2 separate regions of the Hordeum vulgare genome follow, and region 1 is linked to region 2. A link is a contact called in public Hi-C data. All regions are on one chromosome and are shown on one strand. Each heading gives the region's core, a stretch centred on a gene start, on an enhancer-like site or on the middle of the called end of the contact. The rest is flanking DNA. Distances are from core to core; before and after follow the strand shown.

What was found. Hi-C and Micro-C count contacts between places; a contact is called where the count stands out from the background.
Region 1: a contact with region 2 is called in a Hi-C map of seedling, with 3 times the contacts expected there. The contact joins the promoter of LOC123443738 here to the enhancer-like site in region 2. A contact is called at or near these places in 3 of 6 Hi-C or Micro-C datasets (leaf and seedling) and 1 of 1 datasets of contacts at active chromatin or transcription factors (embryo).

Annotation. Positions count from the first base shown.
Region 1 is chr3H:322,816,149-322,823,123 of MorexV3_pseudomolecules_assembly, reverse strand. LOC123443738 (mitochondrial carrier protein CoAc1) reads right to left here and starts at 2,384. Exons shown (of 7, transcript XM_045120255.1): 1 at 1,451-2,384; 2 at 1,273-1,358; 3 at 946-1,153; 4 at 679-808; 5 at 32-216. The coding sequence starts at 1,618.
Region 2 is chr3H:322,242,531-322,250,209 of MorexV3_pseudomolecules_assembly, reverse strand. No RefSeq gene overlaps it. Among protein-coding and RNA genes, the nearest start is that of LOC123439911, 28 kb to the left of the region's middle. Within about 2 kb of position 2,484, at least 3 of the 3 cell types and tissues checked have open chromatin away from gene starts, as enhancers often do. A contact at or near this core is called in leaf and seedling, where this site is marked.

The DNA of each region.
Region 1 (6,975 bases), core at 1,135-3,634, 570 kb before region 2:
TAGATTAGCATGACTACAATGTGAATTATACCTGCATTTGCCTTCGGACAACATCCAGTGGATAAGTGAGGGTTTGTCCAAAAAGACCAGCCAAAGCCCCACAAGAGAGCTTCAATATAACAGATCTCTTGTAATCTTCGGGAACACGAGATTTTAGGTCCTCATATATGTAAAATTTCAGGCCAGCGTATGGAAGAATACCAATCAGGGTTGGGCCTGGCAGATAATTGAAATTTCATTGTCATGCATTGTCATGCTGTGTAATGCCATGGCGCAGATGAGCATCACATAACATCTACATACATGATTTTTCACATGTGGAGCACTAAGTGGTACATAATTTCAAATACCGATCAGTGTTGGGCAAAGTAATGTAAGTAATTTCAAATATATTTTCAGGATGTGTTGGCCCATCATACACTACTCTCATATATCGAGTCCTCGCAATTGATTTTAGGGTCACGTAAAACCACTATGACAGTGTGTGACAGTATTAATCAGTGATACCATATATGGATGAAATATAGACTTGCATATGCATTCCAAGCATTCACCTGAACTTTTTTATAGCACCCTTGTTACAACATAAAAGCTTTGCAAGTATGGAACATTAGCTGAAGTTACACCGATTGAGTAGGCTAAGAGACATGATTTCGTAAGTTGATAGCCTCGACATACCTATCCCACGGTACAAAGATCTTACACCTCCTTCCTTGTAAACAGTTTTAAAAACATCCTTTACACCATTATATACTGGTTGGCGGCCAAAATTTCCCAATGAATTGGCAGGTTGGACTACATTTGAAACCTAGTGAAGCAAATTAATAAGAATAACCATGAGCCAATGTGACGATCAAGAAGCTATTCCAATAGCACTTCCATTGAAGGTGACTCTTTATTACATATACAAAATAGAAAAGCACTAATCAGCACGGTTGTACATACCTGGTATGCCAGCTTGGTCCTAGCCAAATCTAAAGGATAGGTACACAGAACTGCAGTTCCGCCAGCAGCTGAGCCTGCCAAGAGATCAACCACAGGTCCTGTACCCACTGATGGGGCATTATTCAGTATCCAGCACCTATACTGCTCATATGTCATGTAATGCAATGCTGCATACGGAACAATCCGAAGCACACTCGCACCGTTTCCTCTGCACGAACGATCAATAAAATATCAAAATAAGTATGCTGAACTTACCAGTAAAACTTACAAAATCAAGACGCCGAATTCAACAGTCAGAGTTTAAGGCGTTCTCTCCACTTTACTTACTTGTAGAAGCCTCGAATTCCCTCGTATTTCCACAGCTTCCTCAAGGATTGGAGAATCCCAAGGGATTGAAACCCTTGGGTTCTTGTCTATAAAGCAACAGAAGACATATTTTCCTAATATAAGTTAATAAAGGAGCTAAATACCCATGCAACCAGCACAAGCATTAAGCAGTCCATACCTGCAATAAGATCTTTACCCTCTCTAGTGGCGCGACGGCAGTCTTTGCGAATGCACCAGCTGCACCACCAGCGATAAGCTCCTTGGCATAGACAGGTAGTAAGTCCAAAGCATTCACTTGTGCGGCTGTTGAGGCCGATGAAAATGTGGATTCTTGGGAGGAACCCATGTTTCCAAGTGGGTGGGCAGGTGGGAATATGTAATATCTGCCCTCCTCGGCACTATTAGTAACATTAACACAAAATCAATTCAGGGCAAAGAATATATTTTACAGGGCAGAGTGTTGCCAAGAATATGTCCTTGAAATAGGATTATCCAAATTGGAAGAACAAATCCAAGCTTTAGTCTGTCTCCTCGGGACTCGCATTAACGGGAGAATATGATAACCCGGGATAAACTAGAAGCTCGCTCCCAGGTTATCAAAAAAAAAAAAAAAAAACTAAAGAGGAGAAAGTTGTGGCATAAGCAGGATCCGGACACAGCATTGGCGTGGCCAATCGGCCGCTTTAGGCAGGGTAAGTATTGGCAACAGTTTGATATAGTAGTGTGCTAGGGTCCAACAAGACAAGTAGAGCGAGAGGAGACGGGCAGATCCGAAAAGGCTCCGGCCCGCCGCTGGTGGGTGCAGGAGGAGTCCCTAGCCCATCCTGGGGCCTATCTCCGGCGGCGGGAGGCGAAAGGCGGCAGCGCCTTTACGGGGGGCGGGGAGATGGGAGAGAAGGCTCCGGGCAGAGCTCCCTCGCATCCAAGTCGCTCCACCAAGAAGCTGGGGGAGGAATACTCATCAATCGCAGAGGATCTGCAGGTGCGGGTGGATTGGTCTGGTAGGCAGTGATTCCTTGGATCGATTCGGGCGAACCCGTGGCGCGGACTTGCAGTCAGGGTGGGGGGATGATGAGCTGTTCTCCAAGAAATTCCAAGTGGAGAGGGTGCCTTGCGTGGCCACCGGCGAACACTCCATCCCACGTGCGCAAAACGGGAGGCTCCACTCTGTTAGAAATTAATTAGTAGATTAATTAAAAAAAAGTATCTTCTTTTTATGTCTATTGCCAAGAGGCACCTGTTCTGAAGGGATGCCTCCGATCAGACACATCTTCTTCGCACCTCTTCCAGATGTATATATACTTGAGAATCAATAGAAAGAGGATTGATCGTCCATTACTTTCATTCAATCTCGTTTTACTCTAACACGTTATCAGCACTGCCTCTACTGAGAGCAAGAAATCGCCGGCAATTGCCGGAACGAGAAGAACTAGACGAATAGGAGGGAAAGAACAGACAAATGGTAAGAAATAAAATGTCTGCGCTTCTTTCTCTCTTCGTGCGACTCCTTCGTGACGAAGGCCGCCGCCGCAGACAGCCGGCCCATGTCCGCGTCGTGCGACCGCGGCCGCCGACACCGCGCCTCCGCTACCTCCAATAGAGACGAGCGCCCCGGATGCAACTCGCGTGCTGGTTCGCGCAGGCGACGCGCTCGCCTTCGTGTCCACACCGACCGGGGCCACCGTCTTTAACTTCGGCTCCGGCGCGGACGGCTACACCAACCACGCGATTGTCGATGTCAACGCCGTTGCGCCGCGCCTGAAGACCCCGACGCCGGCCCCCTCCTCCGCCCACGCCTTGCACGGGCGCTCACCGTCGCCTCATGGCTCTCGGCGTTCCGCTGGCAAGCCTGCCGTCAAGCGCCGGGAAACGACGGCGCACATGTGAGCGCCAATGGCCTGGCTTCTCACGGAACGACAGCGCCGGGAGGCACACACGCGCCATGCTGCCTCAGCGCGTGGCCTGGCAGTAGCGCGGCGCCACCCGACGGCAGCCTCCCGTCACCGGCGCGCCGTCCGGAACCGCCCGACGGTAGCTGACGGAGACCTCTCGTCACCAGCGCGGCTACCGAAGCCGTCACCCGAAGCTTGTCGCATCCTGCACTGATTTGCGGCGGCAATGGCCTCCCACCCGCACGGCTTCCGCGCAGACACATGGGAGCCCGCCTCCCTTAGCCTCCCCAATGGCGCCGTGCTTAGAACCCGCCTCCCGGCGCCTCCTACAACGAGAAAGAGCACGGCGGGAGCACCTCTCTGCGCTGACTCCACCGTTCAACCATGGGAGCGTTCGCTTGTGCAGTTGAAGTTGGGGATCGAGACGTGGTCGCTTTGTTCCGTCCTTATCCGTTCGGCATCACAGGATGTGGTCGTGACTTGTGTTACGTGTACGTGGGAGTAGTACCAGTTAGGCCCATGTGCACTCAAGTTCTGGCCGCCACCACACTATGCACTATTTGCATATAATATGGAGTAGCTCGTATACATCACCACTCTAGCAAATTAGTGAATCTACTAGTACAATTTAGATGTGGGAGAACCTTAGTTCATCATAAATTACATATAACATAGTTATATGTTATTTTGCAACGGGTAAAATTGCCATTTGAAGACCTCATGTCTTCATATACTTTGCGTAAGTATGTAAATTAACTTTTACAAGTATATGTATTACCGCAGTAATACTGTTGCAAAAGAATGTTTTGCCTATATTCCAGATCATATTCCTTCAAAATTTAAGACATCTTTTGTCTCTACTCTCTAGCATTGCATGCAATTTGTGACAACCACTACGATTTTGCAATAGAAATAAATTTTCTTGCAAATCATAATAAATTTCTAATAAGAATTATAAAATGTCATACTCAATATGACTACATACATTTATTTGTGAATTACAAGGTACTGATGACATCTACTGCACAATTCGTAGATTATTCATCACTACTATGAGGTCTACATCTTGTGTTTTACAAGATGATTACCTTCAAAGTGCCCTTCCAAATATTAATATGTGACTACCTCTAGATATCATAAGGTAATATTGGCATCTACTGTAAAAAAAATTACAGACTATCCACTATTACTGCAAGGTCTACATCATGTCACTTTGACAAATGATTGCCTTCAAAGTGATTTCATACATTTAGCATAACATAAGGTAATAGAATTATAAACATCTACTGACAATAGTCAGACTATGTTTTCTATTACTGCGAGATCTATACCATATTGGTGATTATCTTTAAAGTGTTATCCTATATAAATTGAGGTCTACACATATGGCTATATGTCATCAGCCGTACTAAAATTTGCTCCTCTGAAGCAATTGTTGTTGTTCACTAAAATGATTTATTATCATAGCAAATTCATGCATGATTATTGCATGTTGAATGGTATTATCTACCAATATCAATTATTCAAGCCTCTTTTTGCTTGAATATGTCATAGGGAACTACATAAATATCTGCATTTACTTGTGATTACCTTCTATTACATTGGTAAAATACATAGCAATGAAGCCTACGACAATATTTCTAATTATAGTGTCGTCCATCCATCATGATGGACCACATAATTTATGACAATGATTAAGTGTCTCAACACTTTTGCAAGGTCCACAGGACATCGTGGTTATAATTTCATAGTGACTAACCAGTGTTAAGCATGCAAGTCTATACGTTTTGGCAGTGACTCTAAAGTCACACACTTCCTCAAGAATGAAGTCCAAAACATTAGCAATAATTTAATCACATGTGTTATATTGAAGGATACACCCAAGTTCACCAAGGATCACCTTGACCATGATTGTTCTCAAACAAATCATTTATTTATAGATGCCACTTACTCCTAGAAGTAAATTAAATAAATGCATTAGCATTTTCAAGTAACGCATGGCTCACATTTCCAAATACAGTAAGTACATGTTAGGTGAGATTATTTATTGTAAGATGATTTACGACATCGGTCGTTGTATCCACCCGAGGTATTATTGCTACTATAACCTCACCTTCGGAATATGTGTCATGGCTATTCTCTTAATAGCTAAGTATGATCATATGTATTTCATCTCTCACCAACTTCACTTAGTTCTCAAACTAAGTACATAATGGATGAATATTTATTCACCTTGAATATTTCCCTTAAGAGAAACATGCTGCCCCGAGCACATTTGGAATGATCACCCAATAATTTTTCAAGACCTCAAGTCTATCGCAACTTACAATTTTGGTAATTATAAAATAAACTTGAAGTTGAGATCTCATGATCTGACATTTTCATATGCAGATCAGGTCGAAAAGCCCTTGATACACTTTACATCTCCTTATGATGGTATTACCATTTTCATGGTAAAGAAACATGTTATTTCTTAAACTCATCATATTCACCCAACGGGTGCTTCAAATATTTGCTAGCATTGAGAATACCATGCATGTCAGTGGTCACAAAATAGAACAATGAGGCATTCAAAGTAAAGTGGAGGATAAAGACAACCAATGCCATAATTACCTTTTAATTAGTAATTGATCATTTTAAAAAGATTACAAAGACAACTCTCAAGTTTGTCAAATGTGTGGTTACATGAATATCGTACCTATGATTACCAAACCCTCAAACATATGGTCAAACCACACCATGAGTTTATTAAAAGGCAAATAAGTTCATTGTGGTATTTGAAAATTTGCAAACATACACCAGAAACTATTCTGGTAAATGATGTTCTCGAATCTTCATCAGAAGGAGAACCAAAAATATAGTGCAATAAAAGAATGATCAATTCGTTTGTGCCTATGATATGTTTGCATAACTCATTTTTCCGTAATATGGGAGACCTCATGTAATATCCCGATTATTCACAAAATATTGTTTGCCTATAGCCGTACTACTACATGTAGTATAAATGTCCAATATCCTATTTCTTGGACATTATATTTGATAATTTTTGCATGTATGAATCAATTCATACTCAGTTTTGTTGCGTACACAATAATTTTCTAAATCTTACAAAATATTTGGTTTTAAGCCTTACAATCGAGGTTTGGGGTTGTTTAGAAAATTATTGACAATTCTATTGGTCACAACTTAACAAGTTGCAAAATTTCCCAAATCATCAGATTTTATGTGCACCACATGTGCCATAAGGGAAATTAATTTAAGGAACTCTCACCTTACAATTCTAAATGAGCCAACTCATTCTTCCTTGAACACATTCAGAAGATATATGCATTCTCAACCATTGTGTGGTATTTTATAGATACTTTATGGTACTCAAGGAAACATTTATAAAATGATTTCTAGTGTGTCTCTTGTCACACAAACCATGAATGATATAACTAAATCAATTGCTCAGATTCTCAAAGTAAGAGCAAGTTATCCTAAACAAGGGATAAATCCATTCGAATGGACAACTTTGTTGAACTCATTTCACAAGAAATATCTGATTATATATAATACTTTATGTACATACCCAAAATGGTTTAGTTCAATATCTTATCAAAGATAGTGAAATTAATAATATGACCAAACTTATAGAATCATGATTTACTAGCCTCATGCTAGAAAAATACGGCATTACACACCGTAAGTATGATATAAATCATACCAATTGCATAGCATACTACTTTCCCCTTTTTAGTAATTATGTGGAAATCAACAAAGTATTTCCTATCTGCGATAATTCGGTTACATACCGATATCACCACTCCAA
Region 2 (7,679 bases), core at 1,235-3,734:
TTTTGGATTGCTACGGAAAATCCCCAACTCCATGTTGTTGAACATTTTTCGCGATTCCTCGTGGTTTGAGAGCAATTTCAACAATGGTGGACGCATGACGGACTGCAGTGACCATACTTTCGTGATTTTTCTAAACCGCTTGTCGGAATGAAGCAAACAATATGGCGATTGAAATTTATCGTCGAGGCGCGTCTTTTTCATATATATTTCGTTCTCTAATTCCTTAGAGTTTGAGAGTAATTTCAAATTTACTAAAACACGGAATTCTGTTTTTCTCAACATTCATGTTTTTTGTATGTTTTTAGCTATAGTTTTTAAATCATTCGTCGGAAAGAGGTGTATTATACAGCGTTGAAAAGCTGTGGAATAGGTGCGCTTTTGATACATTGGTCATTTGTTGAGATTCCTCGCGGTTTTAAATGAATTTTGGAAAATGGTGTGGGTGCCTATGAGTTGCAGCGAGCATATTTTCATAAACTTTTCCAAACCGCTCGTTGGAACGAAGAAAAGAATTTGGCTTTGGAAAGGCATTGACGAGGCGCATCTTTTACATGTAGAACACTTTCTCTAATTCCTTATGGTTTAAGAGAAGTTTTGAAATTACCGAAATGCGGACACTCTATTTTTTCGCAACACCCAATTCAACGCATGAACCGCATCGGATAGAAGAGCGCACTGCTTTTTGACGGGAAGCCACACTACATCGGACGGGCAACTGCACTGCATGGTTTTCTTTTGTTAGACACTGAGTTTTTCATGACATCAAAATCGACGCGTGAACCGCATGAGAGAGAAGAACGATCTGCACCAGACTGAAGACCGCACTACATCGAACAGGAAGAAAACTTCATTGTTTATTTTGGCAGACATGAATTTTTAATATGAGGAAGTGGAGTGCACTTCACATCGAACATAAGTGAACCACGTCGCTATCGAGAAATGAACCACATGTGTTTTTGTTGTCGTTTTTAAAAACTTGTTCTGTTACACGCGTAGACCGGGCAAGTGCACCGTAGGGACTGAGAGAGTGAACTTCATCTAATGAGAAGCGAACTTCTTTCTTTGAGATGTTTTATTCTCTCATTCAACCAGTAGAGCACAAAGGAGTTTTATAGCAACCTTCATGAAAGAACAAAATGAGCTTCAAAACATACACATCTATATGATTGTTTTACATAGCCACACTCATGAAAATGCAAAACACATAAAATTAACATCACACAGGAGACACATAAAAATGCGTTCATAAAATTTCAAGCACACGCTTGATCTGGACGAACCGCATCCTCACTCTAAACAAACTGCACACCGCGACCGCATCCATAAACTGCAGCACTAGACTGAAAGCATGCACGCACTCAACCACCGATCTATAGAGGTTGTTTGGCCGAACTGGACCTGCCCCGTTAATTCATGAATCCTCCTCCTATTCTACACCCTTTTGTGTGCCTGGATCTTGGACGAGAGAAGATGACACGCACGGACTACTATCACCGATGGCGTGCACTGCAGTAGGAGATAAAACGAGACAAACGTCAGAGAGAGAGAGAGAGAGAGAATAGGAGGAGGACGGGGGTTAGGGATTCATACCGAACTGCAGTACCAGGGATGGTGCATGCACATGCAGTAAACACATCGTCTGGAGCACATATGCTCATAAGGATGAAGGGGGCTACACTTTCCACCACCTATCGAACTGCACTGCACCACGAGGGTTGCGCAGAGAGTGACCAGATCGCGAGCGAGCTCCAAATTGGGCGGAAGGGGGGCAAAGCTTGGTGAACTGCACTGCATCGCTACCGTTGGCTAGATGAGAATGGCATGGCGTGGCGCTGGCCAGCGCCCGAGGGAATACGGATGCTAGGGAAGGCATAGGTGCAGCGGAGCTCGGATCCGTCACCACGGGTGATTTTACGGACGGGGAAGCATCAGGAAGAGGTTGGTCCGGAGCGGCGGGATTCATTGGTGCGGCAGGTGTGTATGTGACCGGTGGTGAGCTGCGCCGCCACGGGGTGGGAGGTGGTGAGCTGCGCCGCCGCTGCCGTAGGGAAGTAAAGGGCCGATGGGGACCCCTGGATTTTGGTGTATCCGGCGCGGAGTCATAGTCGTGGTGTGGATCTGCTTGCCGGTATGCTGGCCGAGCGCTAGTGCGGGGAAGGAGGTGAAGGGGGCGGCTGGCGAAGCGGTGGTGCGCTGTGAGGAAGCCGGGGTTGGAGTAGTGGGAGGTTGCTGGTGTTGGGTGGTCATGGCGCGCTGCCGGAGGAAGGTGGGGAGGCGTCTCGGGTGGGTTTGTCGCGGTGGAGAAGTTGGGGATTTTGGGGTGGCGGCTCGGGTGGGCCTCGTCGTGCCGGAGATGGTGGCTAGGGTGGGTGGCACCAGCGACATTGAAGATGGTGGGAGCAGCGGTGGTGGTTACCAGGACAGATCCTCTACTGTGATAGGCGTGGATGAAGATGGTGGAGTGGTCGGGGCTCGGGGGCGTGGAGAAAGAAGGTGGGAGGGGATCAGGGTAAATGGGTGGATGAGGACGAGGGAGGTGGGAGTGGTGGGGGTGTGGCAGTTCGTCCAGGTGTTTTCATGTGGGTTTTTGTTTGGTTCTAGGCGGTGCGAAACTCTTAGGAGAATAAGAGATTTTTGTTAGCACAATAAGACTCTTAACAGTGTTATCAGAATAGACCGACCCTGTGTGTCTATATATATATATATATATATACATTATTCTGATCCCGGGTTGACTCGTTCCAGCGATAGCAATTGAACTTCCCTAGATGCTCGGTTGAACTTCCGCTAAAAGTGTCCAAATGGAACTTGCGATATATCATTTGAAATCTATGGACACCCTGGTAACAGCCTTGGTTGAATTTTTGCCAAAATGTTCACGGTTTCAGAGCAGTTTTGAAAATCGTGTTTGTTCATACAAAAACGTGAATCGTATTGTTGATCCTATTTCTAAACCGTTTGTCAAAATGAGGCAAATTAGATGGTGTTAAAGAGTTGCTGCAAATCTCCTCATTTCATATGTTGAAAGTTTTTCCAAATTCCCTATGGTTAAAAAGAAATTTGCAAAATAACGAGTTTTTGAAATCGAACAGCCAGGTTAGTATTTTGGAATTAATTTGAAAACGGCTAACCCAATTGATGCAAATGGTATTGCGTTTGAAAGCTGATGAAAATGCATAGTATTTCCTGTGAAAAGTTTCTTCCAACTATTAACGGTTTAAAAGAATTTATAAAACGGCAGAAGTTGTACCGACTTTGTATTTTCGCTTTAATTTCTCAATGGTGTCTCGCAATGGAGCAAATGATAAAGCGTTGGAAAGCTTGAGAAAATATGTAACTTGTATATGCAAAAAAAATTGGATTGATTACGTTTTTATGTCAGTTTTAAAAATGGCTTTTGGCCGTAGTTCTTACAAACTTAATCGGAATGGGGCAAATAATATGTCGTTCAAAAGCTATGAAAAATGTGAAACTTCTTCATGTAGATAGTTTTCTGTAATTCCTAACCGGTTTTAATCAGTATAAAAAATAACGAGATCATGTGTTATGCCTTTTTCGCGAAACACATCCTTTCAAAATGCATCGCGTTAAGACCTTGTCCTTCTTGCCATGTCCACTTGAACTTCACACTATTTTCTACATATTGTTATTTGCTCGTAACACTTCGTCCACTCACCAGGTTAATATTCTCCAAATGGGGCTTGCGATATACCATTTGAAAGCTATGGACACCCTCGTAATAGCCTAGGTTGAATTTTTGTCAAAATATTCATGGTTTAAGAGCACTTTTGAAAATAGTTTTTGTTCATACAAAAAAATGTGAATCGTATTTTCGATCCTATTTTTAAACCATTTGTCAGAATGAGGCAAATGAGATGGCGTTGAATAGCTACTGCAAATCCCATCATTTCAAACATTGAAAGTATTTCCAAATTCCATACGATTAAAGAGGGAATTGAAAAATGGCGAAATTTCTTAAAACCGAACACTCAGGTTCGTATTTTGGGGTTAATTTGAAAACGGCTAGTCCGATCGACGCATATGATATGGCATTGGAAAGCTGATGAAAATGCGTAATATTTCATACAAAAAGTTCCTTCAACTATGAAAGGTTTAAAAGTAACTGAGAAAACGGTAGAAGTTGTACCGAGTTCGTATTTCACGTTAATTTCTAAATGATTTCCCGAAATGGAGCAAATGATATGCCGTTCGAAAGCTTGAACAAATGCGAAACTTTTATATGTAGATTGTTTTTCCCAATTCCTTAAGGTTTTAAGTAAGTTTTCAAAATGGCTAAAAACGTTTTTCAACCGTAGTTTTTACAAACTTTATCAGAATGGGACAAATAATATACCGTTCAAAAGCTACGGAAAATGCAAAACTTTTTCAGGTAGATAGTTTCCTCTGATTACTAGTCGTTTTCAAGCAGTTTTGAAAACATCCAGATCATGCGTACTGCCTTTTTCATGAAACAAATTCTTTGAAAATGCACCGCTAAAGAACTTGAGCTTCTTGGCATTTCTACCTAAACTTCACCCAATTATTCACGTGTTTGTTTTTTTCTCGTAACACTCTATCCATTCACTGGAATTGAGCAAGTGATATACCGATGAAGAGGTGCTGAAAACATGCAACTTTTTCGTGTTGATCCTTTTTTCATACTCGCGGCGGTTTAAAAGATTTTCATCACGCATTCATGGAGTGTACTAGTTGAACTTTCCGCTGATTTCACGCTGAATTTCTGTCGTGTATTTTCGTTTGTAATTTCTCACCCATTCGTCGGTGTGACACAAATGATATTCCTTTTGTACAAACTTCTCTCACGATAAATTTTTTAACTTTCTCCAACCGAGGATTTGAACTTATAGCAACAAAAATTTTGGACCTTGCCTTTTTATTCATCTTTCTCACATTAAACACACATCATGTAGTACATGAACTTTCTCTGTTTTTATAGTTTGATTTTTTAGTTTTCTTTTTTTTAAATCGAATTGCTCCCAAATAATAACTGAACTTCTTTGTGGATTGAGATAATTATTTGAAAACGCCAAAAACAACATGTTTTGTGCTTTTTGAACAATGGAAATATAAGGTGAACTTCTCTCGCAAGAATTTTTGAACTTCTCAAGGCATATCACTTGACCTTCTAGCAACAAAATCTCGTACTTTGTTTTTTATTCTTTTTTCTCATATGAAAACACACACATGTAGTACCTGGACTTCCGGTTGTTTTCAATTTGAACTTATCTATAATTTTTTTGCCCCTAACTCTTGAAGAACTCGTCGAATTTTAGCAAATGATGCGAATAAAAAACTATTGGAAAGCATTTTATTTTACAAAATCATGATGGGTTAAGAGCGTCTTTTGAACACACTAAAGCTTCTAAGCCATTTTTAGTTTAAACTTCTTCATTTGATTATTTAGTAACGAGAAAAAAATATGTGTTTATATATACTTCGAACTTCTTTGTTATTTTAATTTAAACTTCTTAGTCTTATTCTTAGGAACGAAGTATGTTTTTAAATAAGCATCAAACATTTTTTTAAAATTTGAACTTCATAGTTTTATTTTTTCTACAAACGGAAATAATTGAAGTTTTTCTTATACATCGAACTACTCTATTATTTTAATTTGAACTTCTTCATTTTTGTTCTTTAGTAACAAGGAAAATCTGAGTTTTTTATAAATATCGACTTTCTCTATTTTTGTAATTTGGACTTCTTGGTTTATTCCTTTTAGCATCGAAATATCCTAGTTTTGTAGTAAATATTCGACCGTGCGTTATTCAAATTTGAACTTCTTATTTTTATTCCTTAATAACGAGGAAAATCTGAATCTGTATAAATATCAAAATGCGGGGCGCTTTTTACTATAAACCAAACATGCCCGTAGGCAATTTCGGAACTCCTTTCTAACTATAAAACATATCTTGAGAAAAACAAATGTAGTAACAAGAGTGATACTCAGTTGGTGAAAAATAAACAGATGATGCTACTCCTATGCATCATATCTTCATAATACTAGCAAGGCTATAAAACACAACTGAATACGCACAAAGTACATGAACATTATGGCTTGGACCTGTCGTCACCTAGTCAACCTTAACTAGTACCTATGGTGCTGCATGGTGTTAAGTGCAGACTTCATTTGAATGGCATTGCTTCTTGAGTGTTCCTAATTATTCTGTAGAATTTAATGGTAATTTAACGGACATTATCTGGCTCTCAAAACAAATGTACTACACATCAAAGAGCAGTAGCTTTCTTTGTTGGACAATACTAGAGAGCGGCGCCGCACTGAGGTCTTGCGGTGCGGCGGCTTAGTTAATCATCTTCCAATGCAAAAATTAACACCCTATTAATCACTCGTCTAATGCAAAATTAATGTGTCGTGGAGTATCTTTCTCATGCATGCATGCATGTAATGATATCATCGTGTATAATGAAAATTCCTACATGCATGCAAAGATGTCATCAAGATTCCTTTGACGTTTGAAATTTAAAAAGTTTTATCTACAAAACCATTAATTCAATCGATGATCCGCTTTCATCATTGACTTTCTCGAGACGAGTTCTTTGAAACTAGATCCCATGTTGACATGTTCCGTCAACTATTTTTTTCCGTTCATACTTGCCACATTTTTTGACCCACTTGTCATATTATTAACCACTTACTTGTCTGAGAAAAATAACTTAATTGATACTTTTTGATGTTGTTTCGTACAAAGCCTTGTAGCCATTTTCATTATACATGATATAAAAGCATGTCATAGATTGTATTTGCCAATTTAAATATGCTAACTTGTCATATTTACGTATAACTTTGTCAGAAAATTATTTTATGTGTTTGTTAGTTTAACTATGCCGAGTTGTCATATTTACAAACGATGACCAAAAAATATATTTTTTGGTTACCGGTTTTAAATATGTTGAGTTGTCATATTTTTGCGCGTAATCGCCTAAAAAATGTTGTTTGTGCTTGTCATTTTGATTATGTCGAGATATCATATTTATACGCAATTTCTATAAATTTGGCGATTAAGTTATTTTTTACAGACAAGTAAGTACTTATTAATATGACATGTAAGTGCAATAAATGTGATAAGTACGAGAAAAAAAATTATCAAAACATATCGATATGGGATCTAGTTTTAAAGATTTTGTTGAAACAAAGTCAACGGCGAAAACGGATCATCGATCGAATTAACGATTTAAGAGATAAAAAAAATTTAAATTTCAGTCATTTAAAACGAATCTGATGACATCACTGCATGCATGCATGACAAAGAGAGCCACCGGAATGTCGATGATGCGGCCCTTCTTGATAGAATTTCCCTTCTTTGTTTGAGTATCCCGCCCTTACAAAATGCAAAACGAGCACAAGAGAGTAGTCTGAACCCTGCAAGCGAAATTGTTCTCAGTCTTTCGCATTTTCTCCTGCACACTCCGGTGCTCATAAGCGCGAGGCCATAGACGAGGGAGGGCCTTATCTGGGCTCTCATCAGTGAGTTCCTGGGGATGGAGTGCAACGCGTTGGATCCTTACGATGAGCAGGGACATCAGGCCAGACGCGGCTAACGGCGTCGGAGATGTGGAGCATGGCGTGTTGGGGCTAACTCTCTCACCTCCCTTCTCTCACGGCTGCCTCTCACAGCCAACTCAAGAACAATGGAGACAGA